5 separate regions of the Mus musculus genome follow, and regions 1, 3, 4 and 5 are each linked to region 2. A link is a contact called in public promoter capture Hi-C data. All regions are on one chromosome and are shown on one strand. The core of a region is the stretch at or near the end of the contact, and the rest is flanking DNA. Distances in the headings are between cores, read along the strand shown. Region 1 holds the start of Guca1b (guanylate cyclase activator 1B). Region 2 holds the start of Usp49 (ubiquitin specific peptidase 49). Region 3 holds the start of AI661453 (expressed sequence AI661453). Region 4 holds the start of Tfeb (transcription factor EB). Region 5 has its middle 18 kb from the start of Taf8.

The links. Promoter capture Hi-C pulls out the DNA fragments that hold promoters and counts their contacts. Capture Hi-C pulls out chosen DNA fragments and counts their contacts.
Region 1: a promoter capture Hi-C map of the HPC-7 cell line shows a contact between it and region 2. The contact joins the promoter of Guca1b here to the promoter of Usp49 in region 2. A contact is called at or near these places in 13 of 39 promoter capture datasets (the 3T3-L1 cell line, the C10 cell line, the HPC-7 cell line and 10 more), 2 of 484 Hi-C or Micro-C datasets (CD4 T cells and liver), 5 of 115 datasets of contacts at active chromatin or transcription factors (embryonic stem cells, large pre-B cells, microglia and 1 more) and 2 of 9 other capture datasets (adipose tissue and liver).
Region 3: a contact with region 2 is called in a promoter capture Hi-C map of adipose tissue. The contact joins the promoter of AI661453 here to the promoter of Usp49 in region 2. A contact is called at or near these places in 8 of 39 promoter capture datasets (cranial neural crest, embryonic stem cells, fetal liver and 5 more), 1 of 484 Hi-C or Micro-C datasets (embryonic stem cells), 3 of 115 datasets of contacts at active chromatin or transcription factors (embryonic stem cells, large pre-B cells and pancreatic cancer cells) and 3 of 9 other capture datasets (adipose tissue, liver and pancreatic islet).
Region 4: a contact with region 2 is called in a promoter capture Hi-C map of liver, with 2.1 times the contacts expected there. The contact joins the promoter of Tfeb here to the promoter of Usp49 in region 2. A contact is called at or near these places in 3 of 39 promoter capture datasets (embryonic stem cells, liver and pre-B cells), 1 of 15 datasets of contacts at CTCF or cohesin (pro-B cells), 8 of 484 Hi-C or Micro-C datasets (the G1E-ER4 cell line and embryonic stem cells), 3 of 115 datasets of contacts at active chromatin or transcription factors (embryonic stem cells, extraembryonic endoderm stem cells and pancreatic cancer cells) and 2 of 9 other capture datasets (adipose tissue and liver).
Region 5: a promoter capture Hi-C map of the C10 cell line shows a contact between it and region 2. The contact joins the enhancer-like site here to the promoter of Usp49 in region 2. A contact is called at or near these places in 5 of 39 promoter capture datasets (the C10 cell line, the HPC-7 cell line, embryonic stem cells and 2 more), 1 of 15 datasets of contacts at CTCF or cohesin (large pre-B cells), 8 of 115 datasets of contacts at active chromatin or transcription factors (bone marrow-derived macrophages, embryonic stem cells, fetal liver and 3 more) and 2 of 9 other capture datasets (adipose tissue and liver).

The regions. Positions count from the first base shown.
Region 1 is chr17:47,383,860-47,387,270 of GRCm38.p6, forward strand. Guca1b (guanylate cyclase activator 1B) reads left to right here and starts at 1,534. Exons shown (of 4, transcript NM_146079.1): 1 at 1,534-1,837. The coding sequence starts at 1,631.
Region 2 is chr17:47,628,589-47,632,267 of GRCm38.p6, forward strand. Usp49 (ubiquitin specific peptidase 49) reads left to right here and starts at 2,102. Exons shown (of 7, transcript NM_198421.2): 1 at 2,102-2,327. The region is part of intron 3 of Gm20517 (predicted gene 20517); the gene reads left to right.
Region 3 is chr17:47,435,237-47,438,534 of GRCm38.p6, forward strand. It overlaps AI661453 (expressed sequence AI661453), which reads left to right and starts at 1,403. Exons shown (of 5, transcript NM_145489.2): 1 at 1,403-1,713. The coding sequence starts at 1,569. It also overlaps a transcript of 1700001C19Rik not described here.
Region 4 is chr17:47,783,757-47,787,492 of GRCm38.p6, forward strand. Tfeb (transcription factor EB) reads left to right here and starts at 1,988. Exons shown (of 8, transcript NM_011549.3): 1 at 1,988-2,440; 2 at 2,522-2,776; 3 at 3,175-3,255. The coding sequence starts at 2,054.
Region 5 is chr17:47,482,541-47,486,268 of GRCm38.p6, forward strand. It overlaps a transcript of Taf8 not described here. Among named protein-coding and RNA genes, the nearest start is that of Taf8, 18 kb to the right of the region's middle. Within about 2 kb of position 2,046, at least 124 of the 459 cell types and tissues checked have an H3K27ac peak or open chromatin away from gene starts, as enhancers often do. A contact at or near this core is called in fetal liver, pancreatic cancer cells and pro-B cells, where this site is marked.

The sequences.
Region 1 (3,411 bases), core at 284-2,783, 250 kb before region 2:
CAACAGTGGGGCACAAGGAAAGCACCAGCCCAAACCTCAGGCCCAGAGAAATGTGGGACATGGGAGAAAACGTGTCTAGTCCTGGAAAGGATGACAGTGGAGGTAGAGGCCTTACCTGGAGACTAATGGTGAGATTCAAAGGAATCAGGGTGTCAGGTGACAAAGATCACTGAGCCATGAGGTCAGGCCAATTCCACAATGAGCATCCATCCCAAGGACAGGCTCACAAGTGTGCACTACTTCACACGGCTTAAAAACCAACATAGGTTCTAATGGGCTGGAGGTATTGCTCAGTGGTTAGGAGCTTGTTCTGCTCTTGTAGAGGACCTGAGTTCCGATATGAGCACACATGTTAGGTGGTTCACAACTGCCTGTGACTCCAGCTCCAAGAGATCTACCGCCCTCTTCTGGCCTCAGTGGGCACTGCACTCTCATGAGCACAACCCTCACCATACACACACACATACATTTTTAAAATAATAAAAACACATTTTTAAAAAAAATAAAATAAGCACAAATGTTGGAGAGATGGCTCAATAATTAAAAAAACACTTGTTCTTGCAGAGTACCCAGATTCAGTTTCCAGCACCCACATGGTGACTCACAATGAATTAACTCCAGTCTGGGGGACCTGACAACCTCTTCTGGCCTCTATGAGCACTGCACACATGTGATGCTACACACACACACACACACACACACACACACACACACTTCTTTACATAAAATAAAAATAAGATCTAGCCAAGCATGGTAGGAAACACCTTTAATCCCAGCACCCAGCATTTGAGAGTTAGAGACGACAGGTAGATCTCTGTGAGTTCAAGGCCTTTCTGGTCTACATAGTGAATTCAAGGCTAGCCAGAACTGCAACGTGAGAACCTGTCTCAAAAAATGAAATCTAAAAGATAGCATAAATATCTACTTTGGTTGTTTTTGTTATTGATGCGGTGGGAGTGGGAGTGTCCCCCTGTGTCAACAGGGCAACCCAGAGTGGTTTTGAACTCGAGACCCTTCTGCTTCTCCAGTGCTGGGATTATAGTCATGAGCAATGAATATGTACTTGATTCAGCATGTAATAACTATGTGCTTGGTCAACCTAGTGAATGTGTAACCGCTGCTTAAAGCAAGGTCATGTGGCCTTTAGTATCAGAGCCCTTGCAGACACTGTGGACCACTCTCCTGGGTCCTGCCCGCGGGTTAGTGCTCAGGAGTGGATGGGAGCAATCACGGAGAGAAGGGCTGGAGAGACGCATCTGTCCTTCAAGATTCAGGCATGGTCTGTAAGGGAGCTGCAGACACTGGTGGACCAAGAGCCCTGCCCCCACCCCACCCCATCCCCCAGGCTCTTACCCTCATAGCCTGCCTCTCACTGGACCTGTGGAGGGGCGAGGCAGAGGAAGCTTAGCTTTCTGGAGGTCAGACCTCCCCAGGAATCTCCTAATGGTCTTTACACCGCTAAGCTGCCCGGGGTCTGCCCCTCCCTTCTGGAGGTCCCTTCACAACCAATCAAGTTCAGTTTCCCCGAGACAGTGAAAGGGCTGCTCAGACCAAGGAGAGAGGAGCCTAAGGTCAGCGGAGGACTTGGAGGAGGTAGCGGGCCTGGCTGAGTCTCTTTCTAAAAGCCGGGATGGGGCAGCAGCTGAGCTGGGAAGAGGCGGAGGCGGCCGGGGAGATGGATGTGGCGGAGTTGCAGGAGTGGTACAAGAAGTTTGTCGTGGAGTGTCCCAGTGGGACGCTCTTCATGCACGAGTTCAAGCGCTTCTTCAAGGTCACGGGCAATGAGGAGGCCAGCCAGTATGTAGAGAGCATGTTCCGAGCCTTCGACAAGAATGGGGTAAGGAACCCAGCAGGGGAGGACCTGTGACCCACCCGTTCAGTGAGACTACAGTTCCGCTCAGCTGCCCTCCTCTCCATCCCTCCTGCCCCCACCCTCCCCGCCGCCCTCCATCATTCGTCCCTCCCTTCTTCTTACTGGCTCCTCACATCTTCCTGAGGGCCGAAGGTCACTGGCACACAGTCTGGGTTTTCTCTGGGCTTTTTAGGCCAAGGCTTTGCAGCAAAAGGACATGCTTTTACAAACCCGATAGAACCTCTGCTGCTCTCAGTACAAGGGAGAGAGAGATCCCAAAGCTCTCTTATCTCAGATCAAGAGCACCTTGCCAGGATCCTTCAGATGGCGGCTGCTCCGTTCTTCCCTCTGGGGGATGCTGGCAGGGGCTTCACTTGCCTGGGAGGAGAGTGGATAGTTGCAAAAGCACTTTCAAGTTTTTAAAAAATATATATGGAAGGGATAGCTGACAGTGTGTGTGTGTGTGTGTGTGTGTGTGTGTGTGTGTGTGTGTGTGTGTGTGTGTGTCTGTGAAGTTGTATAGGTACCCATGGAGGCCAGAAGGGGGCATCAGATACATCAGAGCTAGTTACACATATTTTCAAGCTACCCAATGTAGGGTGGGTGGGTTCCAAACACCAGTCCTCAGATAGACCAGTAAGTACTCTTAATTAACTACTGAGCCTTCTCCTCCATGCTTTAAGTCATGGGGAATTGCACAAATCAAATGCCTTCCAGTGGCACCGGCAGCCAAAAGGCACTGAATTACTTAATGCACAGATAATAATTGTGTGTGTGTGTGTGTGTGAGAGAGAGAGAGAGAGAGAGAGAGAGAGAGAGAGAGAGAGAGAGAGCATGCATCCTTCACGAATGGAGGGGTACACTTGTATGCATACGGAGACCAGAGATTGACCTCAGGTGTCAGTCCCTAGGGCGCAGCCAGCCTGTTTCTGTGACACCATCTCATTACCTAGAGCTCCAACCCCCTCCTGTGTCTATTCTCTCAGCACAGAGACAAACAGTAAGTAGGTGCCACTACAGACAGTGTTTGCAATGATTTTAAATCATATATAGGTGTGTGCATGTGCATGCAGTGCCTGAGGGGACCACAAGAGGGCAGTGTGGTTCCCATGAAACTGGGGTTTACAGGTGGTTATGAACTGCCCGCAGAGGTGCTGAGAAGAGAATTAAGCACCTGCCCTAACTGCTAAGCCTCCAGCCCTGCACCCCGCACCCCCACACCCAGCCTTTGATGTAGGAGCTAGGGAAGGAACTCAGGTCTTCACACTGGCATGGCCAGCGTCTAGTGGACGGAGCCACCTCCCCATTCCTAACTCATGGCAATGCCTTTGAGAAGCCCAGGTCCCTGTTCTCAGCGTCTCTCACTGTCTTCCCAAGTAGCTTGCTTCTCTCTTAATCCTAGGGCGTAAAATCTGTATTCAAATCTCTTAGACTTGAGCTTTGCTTCAGAGAAGTATTTTAATTCAGGGGCTGACGGCATGGCTGAGTGGTTAAGAGCACTTGCTGCCAGCACTCACATGATAGCTCATGACCATCTGTAATCCAGTTCCAGGGCATTC
Region 2 (3,679 bases), core at 852-3,351:
GTCCTCTCCCAGGACTTGAGTTCTCCTCCTGTGCCACAATCAAATTTTTGCTTCCTTCATATTTACAGACATAAATCCTTGAACCACTGTAACATATAATACACGTTTATTTCTTATTGTTTTTCTTAAAACAAAAGTGTTTTCAGCCGCCTAAGGCTGTCTTGGGTGTTGTAACATATCTTATTTGGAGGGACCCTTCCCCGCAAGGTCTGGCAGGCCAGTGTACCCAGGAAGCTTGCCTACCTTGCAAAGGGAGTCTTTCTGTTTCAAAATGGACCTTATCCCTCTCGGAAGTCCCTGGGGCTACTGCCATCTAGGTCTGATTTATTTCCCAGTCCCCATTTGGGGAGCGATGAACCTTTTTCCGTCCCGTCGAAGAGGATTTCATAAGACAGCTGAATGCCGCCTGAGTCATCCGTGGTAAAAGTCCACACGTACGTGTGTGTGTGTGTGTGTCAGGGCGCCAAGAGTAACTGTGTGTATGTGTGTGTTCTCTGGCTGCTGCTACACCGTAAAGAAAACGCAAAAAAAAAAAAAAAATACCCGGAAGTGGGAAAGGCCTCTTTGGAGCAGCGAGACGTGCAGAAGGTAAGCCGCAGGGTATGCAAAATTCCTTTACCTTTACAGATCGTAGGGGTGGGGGTGGGGCGCTCGGAAAAGTGCCTGGCCCTTTAAGGAGGAGGGCCAGACAGTAGACTCTGTACCTTTAAGAGCCTCTTTGTCTAGAAACCTTCTTCCGTACCTCAACCAAACTTTGCCGGTGACTCGCGCCGCGCCGCGCCGCGTCTTAGCCTCTCACACCGGCCCGCCACAGCCGCTGACCCGAAACTTGGTGCCCACGGCACAAACCTGCGTAAAGGGCGCGGGGCCCCAGGTCGCGGCCGGGAAGGTGCGCCGTTGGCGCATTGCGGGACCTGGGGGCGGGGCTCTGACAGGCGGGCCAATGGGCGATAAGGGGCGTGGTCCGCCTGCTCGTCTTGCGCCCGGGTGACAGCTCGCGCGTGCTGATGATGGCGGTAAATAGAGAGGGGAGGGAGCTGGGAAGGGGGCGGAGGGCCGGCGGAGCGGCCGAGGGGGCGGCCCGGGGGGCGTGAGGGGCCGCAGTGGCTGGGAGTTCGCGCAGATATTCGGAGGCGGGGACACGCGGCCCGGGCATGCCGGCCCTCCCCTTTTAAAGGAAAGGGAAAAAAAAAAAAATCCCCTCACACACCCGGTGAGGGGCGACAAAGGCGGCGTGCGCCTAGCGGGCGGGAGGAGCGGCGGCAGGGGGCGGGACCGCGACGCCGGCGGGCCCCGGGCGCCCGGGGCGGGGACGGCGGGCGGCGACAGCGAAGGCGCGAGTCCCGGCGCGCGGACGCTGCGTTTTGGCGGGGTGGGCGACGTCTGGGTTGTGAGGTGAAAGGTTTGAAGGGAGAGAGGGGAAGGCAGGCTGGGGCGGGGACGGAAGGGTTTGCTGAGTAGGAGATGAAGAGGATTAGGAGAGAAAGGGTTAGAAGCCGGAGAGTGGAGTGAGAAAGAAACCCAGGCTGGCCCCGGGATGAGGTTAGGAAGCCCGGGGCTGGGAAGAGGGATCCGGGGTCAGGGCTAGGAGCAGGGGTCTGGAAGAGGCAAGGCTTGGCAGGTGGGAGGTGTTGGGCCAGGGCCAGAAGAGTTGCAAGTGGAAGACAAGGAAGGAGCAGAGCCGGGGTAGTAGTTGGGAGTGGAGGAGAGTGATTAAGAGCCAGACGTGACAAGGGTGTGAACTAGTGCAGAGCTGGGGATGAGCTGAAGGGCTGGGAGCCGCTGGGGTGGGATCGACAAGGTGTGGGTCAGTAGCTGGTGAGGGGTGTAAATTCTGTAAAGTGAGGGAGACAGGAGACCTGGATCACAACCAGGTGGAATCAAGAATCGGACGTTAGTGGAAGGGCTAACGGGAAGCGAGCTGAGAGCTGGGCGTTAATAGGACAGTTCTGGGAGAAAAAGAAACAACGCTGAAAGGACGCTAGAAGCGGGGTGGAAGGAATGATGGTGAGCTGGGAAACTGGAGAATTGCTTGTCGAGGAGGTTCAGCAAGGTAAAGATAGTGGAGTCAAAAGATTGGCCGAAAGGCAACCCGAGGAGATGGGCCCTGGGAATTAAAGGATGGAATGGGGAGTGGGGAAAGAGAAAGGAGATTAAGGCAAGCTAGGGAAGTCCTGGTGGGTATAGAACTGGGGTGGGCTGCACAGGAGTGGGAAACGAATGTTTTGCCCTGAAGTGCCCCAGAAGGTCTGGAAGGGGCAGGGCACAAACGCTGTAGTGAAGGATCTGAAGTAGAGAGCCTTTGGTGCAGAAGATAAGGAACCATGGTGAGTGAAAGGGGACCTAGAAACAGGGGGAAAAGACTGAGAAGTGGGGGACCAGATGGGGGTGCAGCATAGGAGTTCTTTGTTAAGAGAAATGTGTATTGAATTTGTGAGTCCTTTTGTCCCTAATAGTAGGAAATTCCAGAAACCTTTTTCTCTCTTCAAGGAGTCTTGGATCCAGTTTCCATCTTTCGCCTGAAAATCCACTTTCATGTCCACTTTGAAAAGATGAGACCCATTTTTACTTGATTTTGTTCTTGTGGGATAGAAAAATTGGCAGCCTTGGGTGCTGAAAACCTCTTGGTTTCACTAATGTTGTGCTAAAGGGTAAATGAATTGTGTTTATTTACAATGTGCCTGTGGGATGTGGTAGTTGGGGTGGGTGGAGGAGCTGTTTTAGAGCTAACGACGCTGGCCAGGGCCAGGGCATCTCATTGAAGAGTACACCGTTGGGGAGAGAAAGACATGGTTCATTTGGTTTTTATTAATCAGACAGATTTCTGCCTAATTGTTTTCAGCAACTGAAGAATATGGAGAGAGAGAGAGAGAGAGAGAGAGAGAGAGAGAGAGAGAGAGAGAGAGAGAAAGAGAAATAACTAACCAGGGAAGTTTACTGAGCAGGAGTCTGAAGTCACTGCTCTAAGGGCGTTGAGTTCGTATGCTGCTTGCAGCTTTGTGTGGAACATTTTTCATGGGGTAATTTCTCCCCAGATCTTCAGACAGTGATGGAGAAAGGTTGACTGCAGAGCTGAGGAGAGTTTTAGAGCTGTGAACTCATCTTTTAGATTGCATAATGGCTTTATGAGTACCTTTTATGAAAAAACTTCTGTAAGATAAGATTGCAGTCCCTCTGCCTGTTGTATTGTATGATTGTGAATAGGAAGGGCATATTAATATTCTTTAGAACCCTTTGATTTGTAAGGCACATTTTTAATGAAAATAATTACATTTATTTGTATGTATGTGGAGCAGTTATGGAAGTCAGAGGACAACTTGTGGAAGTTGGCTCTTTCTTCGCATCATTTATGTACCGAGGATTGAACTCAGATAGTCAGGCTTGGCAGCAAGCTCTTTTACCCAATAAGCCATCTCTCTGGCACTATAAGACCATTTTGGAAATTAAAGGGAAGATGAGAATTTGGGGACAAATTTAAACTTATTCTTTATTGGTAGTGTGCTTTAGTGATTTTTCATTCTGAAGTGATTATATTTAATTAAGACAATTAATGAGTATTTTCTTCATATTTAATAATGTGAAAAGTAAAGTATAATTTCTTTTGGGGGGACAGGGGTACAAACTATTCTTGAATTGTTTTTAAATTTTATGTGTATGGGTGCTTTGCCTGCATGTATGT
Region 3 (3,298 bases), core at 153-2,652, 190 kb before region 2:
AGACCCAGTAGATTTAAAGGGGGGCGGGGAGGGATGATGAAGAGGAGAAAGGGATGGGAGGGAAGAGTGGGAGAGGGATAGCCTGCATGATATGCTCAAGACACATTGTTTATGTATGAAATTGCCAAAGACTAAATTTTATTTCATGAAATATACATTAAGATCGGGCTTGGTGGTCTGAGCATTTAATCCCAGCACTTGGGAGACAGAGTTGAGATAGTCATAAGTTCAAGTCCAGCCTGGTCTACAAATTTCAGGACAGCAATGGCTACATAATAGACAGACCCTGCCATACATAGATAGATAGATAGATAGATAGATGCATACATACATACATACATAATACATACATGTATGTATATGACATATATGGCAGGGTCTCTCTAATATACACACTATATAATGTATTAAATATATTATCTTTAATATATTAATAATATACACAATATAAATAATAAACAAGAAACAATATGAAATATATAAAATAATTATATATTGAATATGTTAAATATTTAATATATTAGTATATTAATATATATGGAGGCCTAACCATGAGGATAGTTTCTTCCTGTGTTCTCTAATGGTACAGAAACTAGCCGGGCGATGGTGGCACACGCCTTTAATCCCAGAACTTTCGAGGCAGAGGCAGGCAGATTTCTGAGTTTGAGGCCAGTCTGGTCTACAAAGTGAGTTCCAGGACAGCTAGGGCTATACAGAGGAACCCTGTCTCGAAAACAAAAACAAAACCAAAAACAAACGAACAAACAAACAAACAAAAAATGGTACAGAAATTAGCCGGGCGGTGGTGGCACAAGCCTTTAATCCCAGCACTCCTGTCTCGGAAAAACAAAAAAACAACAACAACAACAACAACAACAACAACAACAACAACAAAAAAAAAAAAAAAAGGAAAAAAAATGTGCAGAAATTTCTTAACTCTACCTGGCCTCTAACTTCCTGTGTATTCATCATTTGTATTCATCGAAGTCTCCCTCACACATGTCAGAGGGCCCACGGGATGCTCTGGGCCATGCTAGCTTGGCCAGGCAGGTACTTTTCTGGGATGCAAGTCATTTCTAAACTGTCCACCCTGATCTGCTCAGGAAGGGCTCACAGACTCAAGGAACTCGCCTTGGGCTTTTCCTGGTCCAGAAAAAAAAAAAAAAAAAAAAAAAAAGTGGGGGTGGATCGGGCGTGCCGGTAGGGAACCCGCGGCAGGGGGCGGCTCTGCTCCCCAGCAGGGCGTGGGCCGGGCGAGGTCCTCCGCGCAGCGCACGGTGCCAACAATAGGCTGTTGTGGAAGGAGGCAGGAATGTGGCCCGGGGAGTTGGGCGGCGGGGCGGGGCCGGCTCCGGGCGGCAGCCTCTTACCTGTCCAGGTAGCTCGCATTTCCAGGCGAGCGGCGGCGGCGCCCGCACCACCTGTCGCCGGGTGCGCGGGCGGGGAGCGCGGCTGGGGACCATGGCCTGCTAGTGTCCCCTGGGAAGACGCTGCGGGGTTCAGTCTGGAGCAGGACAGGCCTAGGGACGGAAGGTCCTTCCCTCGGGGACAGATCGGCCTGCAGCAGCATGAAAAAGAACCAGACCATGCAGGGCACTTTCAGCAAACTCTTTGGGAAGAAGCACGCCCACCCCTCCACCACGTCCCTCTACGCCACCAATCCACCCTGGATTTTCACCCACGAGGCCCAAGAGGAGGGAACCAGGGACTTTGGTGAGTGCACCCCGGCTGGGGGAAAAAAAAAAAAAAAAAACAAGGGAGAGTTCCCCGTGGCGCCTCTTCCCTCCTGGCTCTGGCGTCACTTGGGCGCTGGGAAAGCGGGCTGGGGCAGGGACACGTTGGAACCTGTGGACCGGCTGAGGAGATGCTGGGAAGGGGAAGGAGGCGCGGCAGCCCGAGTCAGAGAGGTGCAGGGAACCCCTGAAGTGAGGCCGCCGATCCTTGCCGCCCTCACCTGCCGTTCCCTGTCTCCCTTCATAACCTTTGGTAGGGTTTCTGTTTGTGTGGCTGTCTTTGCTGTGTCTCCTACCACATATCCGCATTCTGAGTCAGAGATCTAGACGTCTGTCCCTAGTCCTTTCCGCTTCCTCTGTCCCGCAGAGAGAGCCTGCCTCAGGTGCCCTTGCCGTTCGTTCTGTTTGAGAAAGGAAAGTCAGCGAGCAGGCCACTGTTAGCAGATTGCCAGCCATTTGCGACATCAAATTAGCTTTGTTTGGTTTGGTTGGGGGTGGGGAGGGAAGGGGGCTGAGTGTCACATGCTCTTGCCCAGGTCCTCTTGGATCTGGGTTGTCTATGGTCTCGGACTGAAGAGTCAGAGGTGGGACAGAGGAGAGTGCGGACCCTTTGAATCAAGGGTGGTGTGTCTTTGCAAACTACTGGAAATAAATTGGCCCTTCCCCAGCTCCGGCTATGGGACACTCCTATCTCTTTGTCAATCTCCAGTTTATACACTCTTAACTGGGGGGAACCCCGGGAAAATGGGGGAACGGTACTCACTTCTTGTTTTTGATCCATGCTTCTGGTGTCTGAAGTGGGAGACAGGGGTGTGTCACCAATCACTCCCTAGTTTTACCTGCCTTCCTCATCACCTTTATGGTACTTGGAGTTCTGTTCAACACCCAAATGATTACATTGGGGGCCAGGGCAAGAACAAGATGTCACCTTTCCCTGACCTAAAGATCTCTCACCAGCAGGCAAGCAAAACTAAGAGTATGCCCTCCTGCCCTTTGGGGGCCTCTGCTGGAAGACAGCCTTTAGGTGCATGAGAAAGAGAAGAGGCATTTCTGAGGGGAACCTAGCCTCAGAGTGGAGAGGGAAGGCTGTCTCTGACAGAGCACAGGTTTCAGTAATGGGGAAGAGAGCAGGACCAAGTGGGGGCGTGTCTAGGCAAAGAAGATACCAGTGCTGGCAAGTGAACCCTAAGTGTACTCTGGGATGCCCCAACACCTTCCTTGGCCTGAAGGAAGACATCAATAGCAAACTGTCACCCACCTTTCCTAGGTGCAAACTCTCCTAAAACGTTTGATCTTTGACTCACTGAGTCTCTGTCTAGTGTAAGATGCTATTATTGGCTTTCTGGATGAGGACGCCAAAGAACAGGGATGTTACAGACCTGGTCCAAGACCGCAAGATTTAAATGGTAGAGCTGCGATTTTCCCAGCGCATAGGAACAGATGCTCTTCAGTAGACACCTAACTCATGTAGCTGTCACCAGCAAGCAAGTGAGAGAATTTCCAGTACCCCAGAGTCTTGCTGGCAAGAGAGCCAACATCTGGACCCAGGCAGAGCCCGACTCTAG
Region 4 (3,736 bases), core at 738-3,237, 160 kb after region 2:
TCTGGTCAGAGCCAGGGGTCTGTTTGCCAGTGTGATTGATAGGGTGTGGTGTGGAGACAGGGACATCACTCTGTAGGAGCTAGAGAAGGGGTCGTGGGAGGTGGTGGAGGCTGCAGCTGGTAGCTGCTACAGGATGGGGGAAGGGTAGGTTGTCATTGCCTGGGTTGTTGGGGGCTTCCCTGTAGAGCATGGGCTGCTCAGGCCCCTTCACTGGGCAGAGCATGAGAGAAGATGCAGTGCTGGCCTCTGCATGCAGCAGGACACACAGGACAGTGGGTAGTCTCACTCTATTACAGAGCTGCTTAGATAGTGGCTGGAGTCTTGATTGCAGATATGGGACCTAGGCTCCACTCCTGGTTCTGGATCAACCAGTTTCCCAACTGGGAACAACTCTGCCCCCCAGGCTTCCCCTTCCCAGCATGGGGTAGACCAGATGTCCCAGCCCCCAGGCCTCCCTTCCCCAGCATGGGGTAGACCAGATACCTGGGGTGGGGTCCTAGCTTTGTCCTGCACTGTGCCTCTGATTTCCCTTCTTTATGAAAGACTGTGGTTTGTAATTAAGCAAGGGCCTCCAAACAGGGCTGATGGAGGCCTTGGATGCCGGGTTTGAAGACGCTAGCTAGATTGTACCAGTCTCATGTACTCAGACTGCCAGGCACTGCACAAAGCTGCCAGTTTTTACTAAATGCAGAGGAAGATAAACTGAGGCTCCAGGATTATAGCTTGACCAAGGTCACATAACAAAGAATCAGCGAGCGCTCTGCTCCACCAGCCCTTTGGGGAAGCCGTTGCTCAATCATGAAGTCATGCCTTGCCAAATCCCTCTAGTCCCTAACTGTACTGTCATGGTCTCAGATACGGCCAGACCAGTGCCTATCAGTCTTGGGCTGTCCCTGAGAAGTCACTGGGTTCTGCTCTTTCCTTTGTGGCCTAGAGAGGGGAAGGGACTTGGTTACTGTCACTCATTGAGCTAGAGACAGAGCGAGCATGCCGAGTTGCCTGCCCCCCTTCAGCCTTGGTTGGGGCCTCAGCCACACCTTCCCACAGTGGGTCAAGCTCTGAGCTCCGAGCAGTGAGGAGCCCTGAGGTGGTGATTCTCTGCCTGTGGGTCTTCCTTTCTCTCGCCGACTTTGGGCGCCAGGAGCCAGGGACGGGGTACATCTCCAGTGCCTGGTTCATGGATAATATCCATTCTCATTTGCTTCATGCAATGGCTTCTTTCTGTCTCCCATGACCCAACGGCTAGAGGCCGAAGGTCTAGCAGTAAACAAACAGATGAAATGTGTCCCCTCAGGGGACTTGCATTCCTAGTAAGGGACAGACATGGAATAACAATAACAAACGTAATAAGAAGCAAAAAAAAAAAATATGTTCTGTCCTAGATGGTGGCATCTGATATAGAGAAGCAAGGTGGTGGTGGTATGCCATTTTAGCACAGTGGTCCTGAAATGGCACTCTGAGGTGACATTAGAGTCTCTCGGAGGAGGTGAAGAAGTGAGCCTTGATGGTATCTGTGTAAAGAACATTCCAGGTGGAGGCAACAGCAAGTGCAAAGGTGGGGGGGGGGGACGGTGGGGGGCGGAGAAAGCATGCCTGGAGTGTTTGAAGGATAGTTTAAGGCTGGGGGTGTGGCTGGAGCAGGGAGAACAAGGGAGAGAAGCATGTGTTGGGGGCGGGAAGTCTATGGGGGACCATGAGGGTGCAGCAGATTACAGAGGACCATTTAGGCTGGGTTTAAGGATTTAGGCTTTTGTTCCGATGAACTGGGAGCTATGGAGAGTTGGGAGCAGACAGCAGGGCAGGAACTAACAGGATGATGGAGCTACTGTGAGCAGATGGTGGGGGAGGAGCACGGAGGAGCATCTGGAGGCTCCTCAGGCCCTGAGGAGGCGTGGTGCAGGCTGGCCTGGGGAGGGGCGGGAGAGGGGGCCGGAGCTGAGGCCAGGTATGAAATACTCAGGATGTGGATGTGACAGCGAGGGGTCAGGTGGACTCCTGCAGTCACTGAAGGACAGTGTTCACCTCTGGTCTAGAACTCAGGGAACTTGGGTTCATGGCTCAGCTCGCTCAGTGGTCTTGGGCAAATCCCTTCTGCCCGGACTCAGTTTCTCCTTGTGCACAATGGGAGCAACCATACTTATGCCAGCCTGTGCTTAAAGACTACGAAGATGATGAATACTTCATGGGCCTGTCTCCCCTCGACTACAGGGAGCCCGAACCAACAGCTGCCATGGCGTCACGCATCGGGCTGCGCATGCAGCTCATGCGGGAGCAGGCCCAGCAGGAGGAGCAGCGAGAGCGCATGCAGCAGCAGGCTGTCATGCATTATATGCAACAGCAGCAGCAGCAGCAGCAGCAGCTGGGTGGGCCCCCCACCCCAGCCATCAACACCCCTGTCCACTTCCAGTCGCCCCCGCCTGTGCCCGGGGAGGTGCTGAAGGTAAGGCCCCTGCCTCTCCCATCCCTGCTCCCTGTAGAGGAGTCCCTGCCCCCTCCACAGCTGTGCCTTCCCCCTCCCCAGGTGCAGTCCTACCTGGAGAACCCCACCTCCTACCACCTGCAACAGTCCCAGCATCAGAAGGTTCGGGAGTATCTGTCTGAGACCTATGGGAACAAGTTTGCTGCCCACGTGAGCCCAGCCCAAGGTTCCCCGAAGCCTGCCCCAGCAGCATCCCCAGGGGTGCGGGCTGGACACGTACTGTCCACCTCGGCCGGCAACAGTGCTCCCAACAGTCCCATGGCCATGCTACATATCAGCTCCAACCCCGAGAAAGAGGTGAGCGGGGTGGGGGGGGTGGGGGTAGGGGTTCCGGCTTGGTGTCAGTTGTTTGGAAATAGTCTGGCCCTCATGGCAGACCTGGGGGTGTTTCTTTATGGGCCTCTAGCCTGAGGGAGACACAGCCGCCCTAGTCTGAAGAGAGTTGCTATCTTCTTGCAACTCTGCTGGGGACAGGGCAGACTCACAGAAGTGCTTTCCCAGCCCGGGAAGGTGTGTCAAGAACTCCCTGTCAAGGGATTCCTGGGGACAAGCCTCAGGCTCGGCTGTAGGACGCTCCTCTTGTCATTTCCTCCTCCTCCAGATGAGCAGGTTGGGTGAGGTGGCAGGGGGGCAGCTGCCCCTCTCTAGGTGGGCCGACCCCAGATGGAAACGACATGGACGTTTCTCTCTTCTAGTTTGATGATGTCATTGACAACATTATGCGCCTGGACAGCGTGCTGGGCTACATCAACCCTGAGATGCAGATGCCTAACACGGTACTTTTCGGGCTGGACGGGAGGGGGACGGCACACACAGTGGCTCCCTGGCTGGGGTGAGCTCTCAGGGCAGAGCTGGTGTCTCTGTGGAGGCAACAGTCATCTCCATTGAATACTGTGACAGGGATTCAGGGTGCAAGTAGAACTGAGTCAAGGCATACTGGGGATGCTTGGGAGACAGAGCTGGGCAGAGGCAGGCGCATTTCTGTGACCACAGGACCCTTCCACAGGAAGTCTCGTCTGCCTGATTATTCTCTGGGTCTCATTGGCTTGGTTGGGGAGGGGAGGCATAGGTAGGTAGCAGATGAGCCAGGTTTGGAATCAGGAAACCTGAGGTTTGTCATGACCTTGGGAAGTCCCGCCACGATTTTGACCTCCCCCTCCCCCACTCAGTTGTAAAAAGGGGGGTGATACTATCTACCCAGAGGGTCATAGGAAGATTAGAAGGGACAAAAAGAGGGAGGGGTTGGAGAGATGGCTC
Region 5 (3,728 bases), core at 796-3,295, 150 kb before region 2:
CATTCCCAGCATCCACATCAGACAGTTTACGAACTGCCTGTAGCTCCAACTCCAGGGGATCTGGCGCCCTCTGCTGGCTTCAGTGGGTACCAGTCTCTCATGCATATACACCTCCACCTAATTCATTCTCTCTCTCTCTCTGTCTGTCTCTCTGTGTCTCTGTCTCTCTGTCTCTGTCCCTCTCTCTCTCTCTGTCTCTCTCTGTCTCTGTCTCTTCTCTCTCTCTCTCCAGAATGTCTCTAAGCAGCCCTTGCTATTCTGGAATTCCCTATGTAGACCAGGCTAGCCTTGAACTCACAGAGATCTGTCTGCCTCTGCCTCCCAAATGATGCCTGGCTAAAACTAAATCTTAAAAAAAAAAAAAAAAAAAAAAAAGACAGGGCCTGGTGATGATGCACATCTCACCTTAAGTCCTAGTAATTGAGAGGCAGAGACAGGCAGATCTCTGAGTTTGAGGCCAACCTGGTCTACAGAGAAAGTTCTATGACATCCAGGGCTACATCAAGAAACTCTGCCTTGAAAAACAAACAAACAACACCCCCCCCCCAAAGCAGAAGGTGTAAAGGCCCCGTCTGTCACCCAACAAGTCACAAGGATGAGCACAGAAAGAACCTCTGTCACAGGACTATAGAGCCTTGAATCAGAAATTCTTTATTGGGCTGGAGAGATGGCTCAGAGGTTAAGAGCACTGACTATTCTTCTGAAGGTCCTAAGTTCAAATCCACATGGTGGCTCACAACCATCTTTAAAGAGATCGGACGCCCTCTTCTGGTGTGTCTGAAGACAGCTACAGTGTACTTAGATATAATAATAAATAAATCTTAAAAAAAAAAAGAAATTCTTTATTATTCGCACAGAGGACACACTAACCACTAGGAGAAAATACTGTTTATACGGTATCTATCCCGCTATAAAAGGGTATATTTACATGTGTGTTTGGTACATAAAACCATACTGACTCATCAGGAGCTTCGGGGAAAGGCCAGAGAGCCTGGGGTGGGAGAGGGAGGTACGTGTTATATCTTCTTCTGTCTTCCAAGTTCTGTGCTGAATTCATACATCATCTGTTCACGAGTCAATAAAATAGCTTCTAACAAAGACGGAACAATGATGTAAGCAAATGGAGAGGACCTAAACCATAAACACCAGGAGGGGAAATTCCTTGCGCTTGTTTCCAGGGCTGGAAGCATCCATGACAAATCTGTACCTGTAGGCTTGGTTCCTCTCCCCAGACTGGCAGCTGGGGCTGTGCACGCTGATGGTCAGAGACTTAAGCACTCGCTTCTGGGTGACCCTGAGCGAAACAGAAGAATGATAAACCTGTCACCAGGAAAACTCAGAGGTGGCAATAAACGACAAGGCTCAGGCTCTTCTTGTTCCTACAAAGACACTGGGAAGAGCCTCCCTGCTCTGCCCTGGGCATGCCTCTGGGCTGGGGATGTCACATGTCACGCAGTGGTAGAGAGTGTGCCCAGCAGGGCACTGGGCCCTGGGGCATTTGGAGAGCCTGGGACCCTCAGGATAAAGGGGTGTGGTTCTTCCTAGCACCACATGGGAAGCCTCATCCACTCCAGCTGCCCTTTCCTGGGATCGTCCTGATTTACTGATGTGGAAGTGACAGAAATGCCCCAACCCACCCCCAGCCTGGTATAATCAGGTTTTACAAGGGCAAGGCCTCCTTACAACTGACTCTACACTGGCTCCACAGAGATGGGACAAGAGCCCCAGGCCCAAGGAGGCCTGGATCTCATGCCTCTCAGGCCAGCTCCAAGCTGCACTCTATTGCCCTCCCTTCCTCTCTCTGCTTACCCTCCCCTCCTCCCTCTGCCTCCCCTCCCCTCCTCCCTCTGCCTCCCCTCCCCTCCTCCCTCTGCTTACCCTCCTCTCCTCCCTCTGCCTACCTTCCCCTCCCCTCCTCCCTCTGCCTCCCCTCCCATCCTCCCTCTGCTTACCCTCCTCTTTCAAAGGCTCACTGGGCCAACCCCACCCACTGAGATCTCAGCAGAGGCCTCAGACCAGCCCCCTTCTTTCTCTTGGTCAGAGGAGGCAGAACAGGTTCCCTCTTGTTTACCCATCTCCCTGGTAACACAGGCCTCCACAGGAGGGTGTCCTCCAGGCTATCAGTAGGTTTCTGTTTCCTGCCTCTTCTTAGGTAGGGTACACTTTGGCTCTCTGGGGCTAGGGCCAGTCCGTCCCCCCCAGTTCCTGAATGGCTAGCTCTAGCTGCTCCACCCCTTCACCCCACCATAAATCCTAACTGGGAAATGCCACCCTCTGTGAGGAGTTGACTGACCTTGTTCCCAGCCCTGCCTATGGTCCTCTGCCTCCACATCTCCCTCTGAACAGCACCCCAAGCCCTTGCTGAACTGAGCCCACTTGACCCTCCCGTGCAAGTCTGCCTACAGTCTGGGGGCACACACGCTCCTGCCTCTGACAGAGAGTATGCTTGTTTGCTGTTCTCTTTCCACAAAGATGGCTGCACTTTGTGCTCTACTCAACTACAACGTTCTTCTTAGGCCATTTTTTTTTTTTAAAGGGCAGCTCCCACAATAATTCCTCCTGCCCTATTTTGTGACAAGTGCTGCCTTTATCTGCCCTGCCAGAACGGCACCAAACTCTGCCCCCACAAAGTGGCTGCTCATATGGCCTATATCAACAGGTCTCAAATCCCCTGTCAGAGATCCTGAAAGAAGCAGGGTGGGTGGAGGACAGGCCATTCGGTTCTCTGGCTGGCCCCTCCCCCAGCCTCTCCTCCCAAGCCCCAGTGCCTGCTTGGCTTCTGTGAAGGCTTTGGCCACTGCCTGCTCCCCAGGTTAGTAGCCCAAGCTTTGCACACTACCTACCCCTTATGGCTCTTAGTTTCCTTGTCCCATCCTTCAATTCTTTTCCTCCAGGTCTCTGATGGCACCACGGGACTGACATACCACGTGTGTTGTGGGCTGTCCACTGCCCCTCCATCCCCTACATACACACACACACACATACACACACACACACACACACACACACACACACACACACACAGACACACACACACACAGACACACTGTGGGCTGACACACACACACACACACACACACACACACACACACACACTGTAAGAGCTGGGGAAGCAGGGACCTAGGTCTACCCTGGTATTTGTCAGTGTCTGTATCCAAATGGTCTCCCTTAGAAAAAGCTCAACTGCTGTTTGAGTGACTGCAGAAGGGAAGGGTGGAATGGGGGACAGGCTGAAGGGCTGGAAGGAGAGGCACAGGACAACCAGGAGCCAAGTGAAGACTTTCTCCCTGCAGGGTAGAAGCCCCTTCTGGCACCCTCTACAGCCTACAACACTTTTAGTTTCATTTTGTGTAGTTTCCCACTAGAGTGAATTCCCTGGAGGTAGGAACTATGTATGTCTTGTTCAGCAGAGTATCATTAGAGTTGGCACCGTGCCAAGCGTTCAGCATACACAAGAGGCTCTGGACCTCTATCTGCTAAATAGCGCACAGGAGGATGAGTGACCTGCAAGACAAAGACCTGTCAGGGGACCTCATTGGCCAGGTTTGCACTGGAGACATTTGGACTAGGGGTGGCCAGTCTCTGGGAGGATCTCCAGTCTTACTGCAGGGCTGAGAATGGTCTACCCTGGCAGGGGATGTGGCTGGGGAAGAGCAGGGAGCCTGCGCATTTGGGTGGGGCAGCATCAGACTGGCAGGGAGGAAGAGTGTGCTGTCTAAACACAAATG